3 separate regions of the Mus musculus genome follow, and all the other regions are linked to region 1. A link is a contact called in public Hi-C and HiChIP or PLAC-seq data. All regions are on one chromosome and are shown on one strand. Each heading gives the region's core, a stretch centred on a gene start, on an enhancer-like site or on the middle of the called end of the contact. The rest is flanking DNA. Distances are from core to core; before and after follow the strand shown.

The links. A called contact is a pair of places that touch in the nucleus more often than the background predicts. HiChIP or PLAC-seq counts read pairs in DNA pulled down with a chosen protein or histone mark.
Region 2: a contact with region 1 is called in a Hi-C map of forebrain, with 4 times the contacts expected there. The contact joins two enhancer-like sites. A contact is called at or near these places in 1 of 484 Hi-C or Micro-C datasets (forebrain) and 3 of 115 datasets of contacts at active chromatin or transcription factors (differentiating embryonic stem cells, embryonic basal ganglia and embryonic stem cells).
Region 3: a contact with region 1 is called in an H3K4me3 HiChIP or PLAC-seq map of forebrain, with 9 times the contacts expected there. The contact joins two enhancer-like sites. A contact is called at or near these places in 1 of 484 Hi-C or Micro-C datasets (embryonic retina) and 4 of 115 datasets of contacts at active chromatin or transcription factors (embryonic basal ganglia, embryonic limb bud, embryonic stem cells and 1 more).

Annotation. Positions count from the first base shown.
Region 1 is chr8:89,870,652-89,873,764 of GRCm38.p6, reverse strand. No RefSeq gene overlaps it. Among named protein-coding and RNA genes, the nearest start is that of Gm24212, 200 kb to the right of the region's middle. Within about 2 kb of position 1,509, at least 14 of the 459 cell types and tissues checked have an H3K27ac peak or open chromatin away from gene starts, as enhancers often do. A contact at or near this core is called in forebrain, where this site is marked.
Region 2 is chr8:90,656,254-90,659,473 of GRCm38.p6, reverse strand. No RefSeq gene overlaps it. Among named protein-coding and RNA genes, the nearest start is that of Gm35850, 83 kb to the left of the region's middle. Within about 2 kb of position 1,548, at least 20 of the 459 cell types and tissues checked have an H3K27ac peak or open chromatin away from gene starts, as enhancers often do. A contact at or near this core is called in forebrain, where this site is marked.
Region 3 is chr8:90,793,769-90,797,166 of GRCm38.p6, reverse strand. No RefSeq gene overlaps it. Among named protein-coding and RNA genes, the nearest start is that of Gm19935, 22 kb to the left of the region's middle. Within about 2 kb of position 1,621, at least 177 of the 459 cell types and tissues checked have an H3K27ac peak or open chromatin away from gene starts, as enhancers often do. A contact at or near this core is called in forebrain, where this site is marked.

The DNA of each region.
Region 1 (3,113 bases), core at 260-2,759:
TCAATGGAGTCTGCTAACCCTGGCATTCCTTTAGGTTTCCATAGGAAAGAAAATATGGATCATTCAAAAGAGCCACTGGAGATATAGTACAGTATCCAGAGTCCTTTCTCCATAGATGGGTAGTTTTGGAAGGACTCAGAATCTTTCAAGGACCATTTACATTGTGGCAGTGATTTCATAAAGCATATTGTAGGATTCCAGAAAACAGTGTGTTCCTGTGCAAGCAAACTGCCAACTTCCTCATAGATACTGGAAAATCATCAAAAAGAAATCTCCTGGATATTCAAAACCCTCGTTAGTGTTCTTACAGTGAGGACATTAGAGTCTGAACTGGCAGTATTTTTCACATTGTCACATTGAGTCAGACCTTAAAAATGTCAGCCCAGTATGTTTCATGAAAAGAGAGAACTTAGGCAAGATTGTGCCCAACTCATCCTCTCTGACGTTCCTTGAGGTGGTCCAGACTCTATCAAACTTAAGAACACACTCAAGATTTAGATCTTACAATCAAACATTTCTTGATTCTGTTATGAACAGAATTCACAAGCATAGAGGTATCTGTTGCTTTTAATTCAGCTAAACAATACTACCAGCAACTCCAGTTACATCCTGCCCCCATCCCCAACCAGAGGAGGCTTTTCTTTATTAGGACACAGCTTTTCTAATTGCTGTGCAAGACAGGACAGCTCAAAGCTAACTGGAGCATTCGCAGAGATCCCTGTTTCCTCCTCTGCTCCTGTTGGAATCAGTTGACTTAAAGCTGAACATATGGCAGCTGCCATCGTAACCCAGAAACCATTTCTCTCTGCCATGGCAACGGGATAATCAATGCATACTCATGGCTGAGACTCAATAAATGCACAATGGCACAACGTGTAATTTGATGTATTTACTCCTTTGTTTGCTTGTTTTCAAAGGTGTTTGGAATAGCGGTAGATAATTAATACCTGTTCTTTCAACATACCAGTCAAGACTTCCCAAGATGTCTGGGCTTCTTTAAGCATCATGCCTTCCTCATTTTGATTTTAAGATCTTAATGCAGCCATAACTCTCTTCCAAATTTTAGGGATTTCAGTCATCCTTGAAGACATTATTAATTCCATTTATCCAAAAGACCTCTCGAACTGACCCACAGTGCTGTTCTTAAGTTCTACACCCAGGGATCAACATGGTGATTAGAATTGCCCCAGTGCACCTGACATTTGTAGACTGAATCATTCGGCTCCATCGTGACAAGAACAGCAAGCCCTGCATCCTCCCTTCTGTTTTAAGGGCAAATGTCTTAGTTTTGCTTCATTGTTCTTCTTGGTGGTGAGTTCTCTCCTTGCTCAGCCTGGGGGGGGGGTAATTGCATCTTACTGTCTATATCAAAGTAATGCTGTCATATAAACTGTTGGAGGGGAGAAGGGGAAAAAAGATATTTTCTGTGAGCAGTCATTGCCAGGGGCTGATTCTTCAGACTTTACATAGCCTCATTCCAAGAAAAGCCATGCTGAAGAATGAGAAGGAGGAGGGAACGGGAGTGGGAGGCATAGAAGTGTGGTCTCAATTTCTGCCTGCGAGCAGCTTACAGCGCCTCCCATAGGCCAGGTAGCACAAAGTGTTGGTGTGCATGGCCTCTAAGCTTCAGCCCCTGTCTCTGGCTCTTTGCAGAATGCAGTCCTTGGCACCATACAAGCCTGTTAGCATTTTAATTTAGCTCCAAATGCCACTGCTCAGCAGACAGATCTAGTTCCTTGCTTCGGTTAATGGTACACTGACAAACATGAGGGCGTTTTCAAGATGTGAAGTAAGTGTCAGAAGTTACAAAGCTGAGATGACTTCTCTGCCAAGCCCCAGGAATGTGACAGCAGAAAAGACTCTGACAAAGATCTGCACAGCCCCACGCCCCAGGCAATGTACTCCTGAGACTTGCTGGGACCCAAATGAGACCCAAAGACTTAGACTTTGAACTTCTCTTTGCTCCATGGGATGTGACTTGTGCAAGTCACCCAGTTGATTTCTCGTTGACTCGCTGTCCATGGATTCTGAACACTACTTGCAAACTAGACACATATGTTTGGGATTAGGGATAGAAGTGGGCAGGCTGTTTTGTCTTATGCAACTCTGTGTGGCAAAGCCATCATTGCCCAAGACCAGTAGATTCATATATCTACCTGATACTACCTAACCATTACCACTTATCAATTAAGTAAGTGAGAAAGTTCTTCATGAGAAGTTTTAAACTATAGGAAAGAGCTGGAGAGACAGCTCAGTACTTAAGATCACTTTAAGATCACTTGCTACTCTTGAAGAGGAGCCAGGTTTGATTCTTAACACAGACATGAAAGCTAACAACCATTTGTAACTCTAGTTCCAGGATATCCAATATCTTTTTTTTTCCTGGTTTTCACTTGCACCAGGCACATATGTGGTAAACAGCCAGCAAGCAAACACACACACACACACACACACACCAGACAATACAGTGTGCGTGGGATGGGATGCATAGAAAGATATCTTATAAGGGAGGGTCACTTCCTCCCTGTACACTGGATATGCCTAAGCACTTTGTCCTTTTAGTATGTGTAGGGATAGTGATGTGTACTTCTAATTAAGAGTGGCTTGTTCAATATATTCCTAATCAACCCAGAGCTTATGACAGACATTAGCAATCAAGCATAGCACAGCATTCTTTCTGGCTGAATTTCAACAAGGTAGTCTCAGAATCCTTCTAGGATAACCCTCCACACTTATTCTACCAGCCACTCAAAGTTGCACTGTGAAATGAAATAGTACACCCTTGGGTCTGGGTTCTTCTGGCCTCTTCTTCAGGTGAATGATGAGACATAGCAGGCAGCCATAGTCTAGAAGCTATACATATTTAGCCCTTTCTATGGTCTCCTCTACTTGCCTTGTGATAGTGCAGGCACATGAAGAACACCTTGGGCAGGCAGAATTGTGTCACTAGGAGACAGCTTTACTCCCCATGTCACTGTGCCTTCTCCTGACATTCATCAGGGCTTCCAGATGCACGCACACCACATCCTTTAATCTACAGAGGAATATACAATGACATAGTAGACAGAATTCTGAGAAAGCAGCTAGGATTTCAGTACCTTGATGTTTACATT
Region 2 (3,220 bases), core at 299-2,798, 790 kb before region 1:
TCTTGGAAGGGTTAACATTGTTCCCCATCACACAGTAAGGGAGAAGTAAGACTGGGAGTGGAGCCCAGCTTTGAAAGCCTAAGGCCATGCTAGCTCCTCTGCTCCTCCCTCCTCCTCTCCACCCCCAGCAGCAGAGAGTTCACAGGCACAATCCGGAATGACAGCCTCACAATGGAATCATGCAGAAAGTCCGGATGTGTGGAGGACTGGCAGGGTCCAGCTACATCTGTGTGTTCCTGCCAGTGAACAGACCCTTGGGCTGGTGCCCTGGTTACAGACCAGGGGGCTGTCCTTTTGTTCTTGGGTCTGCAGAGCCTCTACTCTCAACAGTTTAGCACCATAGAGCCAACACACTATTGTTTAATCTCACGGATCTCTCCTGACAGGACAATTTGTTCTCTCTTCACCCTGGAGAGATGGGTGAAGGCTAAATGTAAACAGAATCTTCGTCCTACTCAAAACAAAGTCAGAGCTTTGACTTTGAGCTAAAGATGTCACAGGCCACGGAAGGAAGTAAGACTCTGAAAACCACTGAGATTTCTGCCTTACCTTTGTACAGCTGGCCATACTTTTTTCTTTTTTTTTTTAACTTCACTTCTGTCCAGGTGATTTGGAGCCTACAATGACTGGGAGATTTAGGGGTCCCTGGTGCTACACAAATCTAGATGTCTATTGCATTTATGTTTTGTGTATATTGTATGTTGTTACTGTTTATTTGTCTGAGATAAGAGTCCTGCTACGCAGTCCAAGTTGGGCCCCAGACTCACAATCCTCCTGCCTCAGCATCCTTTCCAGCTTCCTTCTGAGCTTCTATGCGTGTAGCACTCTACCTGCATTTTAAAGGCATATTATAGAAATCGTGGCATGTGCACCAGTCAGGATAAACTTGGAAAGGAGATGGTACCTTGATAAAGGTTGTCAGTGTGCATTTTTGCTGTCTGAACTTGTTTTGTTTTAACCAAGGTGGGTGTAGCAGGAAGGGAACTCTGGGAGAATGGTGAAGTACTTCAAGCCAGCAACAGTGAGGAGCTCTAACCACCATATGCTTAAAGGGCACCAGACCTTCAAGAGAAAGTTATATAGAACAGCTGTCTGGAGTTGCTGAGATTATGGGCAGTGGTGGTGGCAGGGGAAAGGGGAGACAGTACCTTCCAAATGTACTGGAAGGATGGAGCCTGGGAATAAACATTTTCCTATACCTCCTCCTCCATCACCAGCCAGTGCCTCCCCTTGGGTAAACCTGACTAGAGGGCAGAAGGCCAAGGGATACATAATAAAGTCCTATAGGTTGGCTCCCCTGGACAAGGAAGAGGGTGGAGACAGATGGAGGGTAGGTTTGGTGAAGCCAGAAAGAGACACTTAAATTCGGGTTCACCTGTGGCTCCAACTTGTCTGTTCTGGTGTAGGCCCTCTGTCCTGCTTCCTTTGTATGCCTTTGTCACCTTTAGATCCAGTCCTGCAAACGGTGCCAGCTCTTCTCAAGGATATGAGCACTCTCAGCGAGTATATTTTTATTGTGAAGACATCTGCACCTTCTTGCCAGCCAAAAACAACATATGGAAGCGTTTCCCACATTTTCACCAGGGGGCACTCACTCCTTTCCCATGGATAGCTAGAAAGGCTTTTTTTTTTTTTTTTTTTTTTTTGCAAGTATTTGCTAGCCAAAATAGAATCCTTTTCTGTGGGCACAGCGACTGTTGGAACAGCTCTGTCCTAAAGTGATTTCTATGTAGCTAAACACTGTTTCTGTTTGAAAGACGACTGGACCCTGGGACGATTTCTTGGTAAATGTTTAGGGCCCAGCTTGCACACTGCCGGGAAAGTGTTTGGGTCTAAATGCTGTCTTATTCTGCCATTAAAATGAACAAAGCCAGAAAGACTTTGAAAAGATAATCGGCATGCCTAATTTGTAGGTGCTTAAAAAAAAAAAAAAAGCAAAAAAACCTAGCTGAAGGCCAACCAATCAAAGCTGGTTTTGAAAAACCTCTCTGTAGGGATTGTCTTGTACCCATCCCCATGATTCATCCTCATGGATAAGTAGAGGGTCCTGGGGGAAAGGTGTTTTCTCAAGTATAAATTCTTCCAAATGGAAAGACATTTGTTTGCTATCATATCAATCTATTAGCTGTGAGAGTGACACATGCTTTGTCAAAGGATCCGTGCAGTCAGCCAAGCAATATAGCTATGTACGAGGAACGGGCAGAGGGAAGGGGGAGGAGGGGCTTGCTTCTGTTAAAAATGAATCATGGATGAGACCGGGTAAAGACAAATATGGATCTCTGATCCCTTTTAAACGAGCATTGTCTTATACCTGCAGGGAAATACAAAGACTTATTCAAATGTACAGAGTGGAGAATGGTGGGAAAATTGGTTTCTCTTATCCTATTGGAGGCTTGGCATGGAAGGTATTTGATCTGTCAAAGAGTCAACCAGTCAGTCAGTCATCAAAGGGTAGATTAAAACTGGCTTGTGCCCATGAGCGGAGTTTGTCCTTAAGTCTGGAGTCTGTATGGTATGATGGAGAAGAACAAAAGTTTTGGCATAAAGTCAATCTGGATTCAAATCTTGGCTCTGTCACTTATCTACAATCTCGGGGAAATTCAGTTAACCTCTTGAGCCTTTCTGACATATAAATGGGGGAAATTATATGATCTACTTAATGGACTCAGGGAAGATTAAGGCAGGAACCCAAGCAAAGTTTCTGTTGCATAACAATGAGTAGTGGTAGGTATCATCATGATCTTAATAACAAATCAACCCCATTCCGAGTACTTACTGTCGTTCTATAACAAGGAAACAATCACATGGGTCGAAGTAATTTATTACTTGGCTTTTTTCCCCCTTCAATTAACTTTAGTAGCCAACTATGGTACTGCTAATTAGTTATTTAAAAAACAACAGCTGTTTGAGTGAGTTTACTGTCATAAAAACACAGGATCTTAGAGCTAGGGAGACTAACAGATTCATTTCATCCAAACCTCTTTTAACATGAAGGGAATCCTTTAAAAAAAATCTTTAAAATAAAGCCAACCTATCTGCATAGCCATAAATAGAAAGTGTGGCCAAGACCCACAGTACCTTCCTGGATGAGGACAAAGCTGTGTTTTACTCGATAGCCCTTCCTCGGAAATCAGTGCTTCCCGACGATCAAGGGGTGTTATCTCTTTATTTTCTGTATTCCAGCTACTGTAAGTTTATTTTCATTACTTCCTGTTGCTTT
Region 3 (3,398 bases), core at 372-2,871, 920 kb before region 1:
TTAAAAGGATAGTATTAGATAGATGGTCAAGTGAGTTTGGCCATATATGGTCCATAGAATGTAAGGAGGTTCATTAGCAAATTTTTGATATTTAATGTCTATGTATATACTTTGAAGTTCTAAGAGGTTCGACAAACCACAGGTGGCTTTCCAACCTTTTAAAATCCTGATATCAAACAGCACTTAAATTTCTGTATTCTTTAGGAGGCAGTGTTCCAAGGAAATCACTCTGGGAAAGACTGGCTAGATGGTTTCTATTGATTCCTCTTTGCCTTTCTGGCTCTTTGACTTTGCTGCTCAGGGACTCCAAGAACTTTCTCTTCTTCAGTTACTCACAGTACTTTATTTCCTTCCTGTCTTTTTTAGTTTTAGACAGTCTTCCTCCGTACAGCAGGCTAGCCTGGAACTTACTCTCCTTCTGTTGTCACTTCCAAAGTGCTGAGATGAAGCCCACTGTCCTTTCTGTCTCAAAGCCCTTTTGTGTTAAGGTCTGTGACTTACAGGGAGAAATATTTCCTGTGGTTCATGGATGAGACAACAGGACAGTGGGTTTCCTTTCTTCAGACCTGAACAGTTTTACTGTCATGTCCCAGGTGAATGTGGTTTCTAGGTTCCAGTTGTTTTGTTTTGTTTGTTTTTTTAACTTTCAGAAAAAGTTTACTTTGTCAAGGTCAGAAAAGCAGGTCAGAAATGGAATCTTCTGCCAAGCTTGGTGTTCTGTAATCCTACCACTTGGAAAGACTTAAGGCAGGAGGATTATAAACTTGAGGCCAGGAAGGCAAGAGAAACATACAAACTCCCCAGAGACACAAACTCTTTAAGTCAAGAGGAACATTGTGGTTTTTGTGCCTCCTGTGTGGTCAGCTCTGAGAATGAACTGGCTAAATCCTTGTTGGATTTTCAACTGGCAGAAGTAAGGCAGGGTCCTACCCAGAGACCAGAGGACGAGCTCCAGTCTAACTTCTCGAAGGAGAAAAGCTTAAATCTGTGCCTGATAATTACGAAGGGCTGAAAATGTGTGTATCCATGTGAGGATGCGTGTGTTTTTGAAACAAGGTCTCTAGCTCAAGCTTCCTTATATATCCAAGGATGAACTTGAGCTAGGTTTCCCTGCCTCCATCTCTCCTAAGCACGGTATTCCAGGCACCTGCCGTCACGCCTGGATTATTTACTGCACAAATGAGTACAGTGACCTGGCTCTTGTAGCCCATTATCCTGAATTTGTTCATAACCACCCTGGTACTTTTCTTATTTTCCACCCCTGAAATCTGCTCCTCTGTTCCCTGCCCCAGGAACTGACTCCAACACCCATCTGTTTATTCAAACAAGAATCTAAAAACATCCCTGACGCATCCCTCTCCTCTCTGAGCTGGCTGCTGTGTGCAAGCCAACAGGAAGCCAACACTCTCTACAATGTGACTCTTCTTTTTCTGCTACAGTCAGAGCGGCCATGACACCATCACCTCGCACCAGAATTGCGTTACTAATGGCTTTGACCTGCTCTCCTCTGATGCTATGGTCCAGTTTCAAACCCTCTTCCACCTGCCGGTAGTGGGGCTTTTTCAAAACAGAGATCTAATCTTGATCAAAGTACAACAAAACAGAAAACAGGCTCACTGCTCTTTGGCACCACCTAGGGGACAGAATGGAACAGAGGCAAGGGATGGTGGGGGTGGGGTGCGGTGGGGAGAAGGAAGTGTGGGCGGGGCTGGCCCTGCTTCCTCCAGGGGCAGGGTAAAAAGAGTGAAAGGCTGTAGGGTTTTTAGTTTCTTCCGGGCTGGACATATTTGTATACACAGCTCCCTGTCCTCCACGCAGGTCTTTGATGGCTGGGGTCTGAGGGTTTCCAGCACCCTGGGCGCTGTTTCAAAACTTCAACTATCTGGTGGAGAGTCAGGCAGGAGAATTTACCTTCTTGGAGGTAACATCTGCCTGCAGGTTTAGAGCAGATTTAGGAGCACAGAACAGTCACTAGAGGGAGGAAAAGGCAAGCGAACAATTCAGGCTTTCTTAGGTCTCCAGGAGGCTTCTCCTGGAGCCACACACTGGAATCACCCAGGGAGACCTTAAAAACCAGAGATGCTCATCCTAGCCCTAATGATCTTGCTGGCTGAGGTTTTGACTAGATGGTCCCAAGGGGCAGCCAGGGTTTACAACCGGAAGCAAAGAAGGAAGGAGAAAGGAAGAAGAGTGAGGAAGGGAAGACAGGAAGAAGGAGGGGGCTAGGAAGGGAGAGAGGAAAGGGAGAATGAACGGTTCATCTTAATAAAGACAAAGATTCACACGAAGACCACCGTGTAGTCCTCCCGTCTGTATTCCCACCATCCCAGGCTCCAGTGTTTGACATTCCAGCCACACAGCTCTATGTTCCCTTCTTCAAGCTCATCCTACTCTCCCTGGACACAGAAGTTTTGACTTGCTAACTCCCTGGCTTTTTGCCATCATAGCTCTGGTCCCTCACCCTTCATATTTTCACTCTCACTTTCCCAGGATGCCTTTCAGGACGCTCTAGGGCATCCCCTGTATCCTCTGCAGCACCATCAACTGCACTGAACATTTGACTAGAACTTTTACTCTTAGTCGTTCTAGCTAGGGCTTCATGAACATAAAAGCTACATTTTAACTTATTATTTATATATAATATGTTAATATAATAACATGTAATAAGTTTATAAAATATACTTAAAATGGAACACGCACACACACACACACACACACACACTTAAAATAGAACACACACACACACACACACACACACACACACACACACACACACACACACACACACACACACACACACACATACACACACACTAGGTTTTCCTTCTAAAGTCCAAGCTAGCCTAGAACTAGCTATATAGACCAAACTGGCCTTGAACTTGTGATTCTCCTGAAGAGGGCCTAGCTTGTGGGATTGGCATCTGGTACATGAATGCACAGGTAAGTTTATTATTATTGTGCTGGGGGAATAAAACCTGGGATCTTGTGTATGCTGGGTAAGGAAGTGCTCTATCACTTAACTATAAGTCCAGCCTTAAGGTATCTTAAAGCTACATATAGAAATAGATATGTCGAATACATATAAAGCTAGATGAAGTTCCACTGAGCATTGGATACATTTGCAAGAATTTTCTTTACAGGTTTTGTATTTTAAAACTCAGTAGCAAAAAAATGGTGTGGAAAGATCAGCATGGGGAGTGACCACTAGAGGGCAGGAGAGGCAAAGAGATGCAGGCCAGCCTGGCAGCCCTGAGCATGGATGTCTTGCACATTCTCAGAGCAGGGATTTTGGGGCCATGGAGAAAACTCTGGAATCCAGAAGCCAAAGATGTCTCCTTTGTAATCCCTCGTGTCGTGTGCAGAGAGACAGCTTGTTGTCACCTTCCTTAACTGTGCTG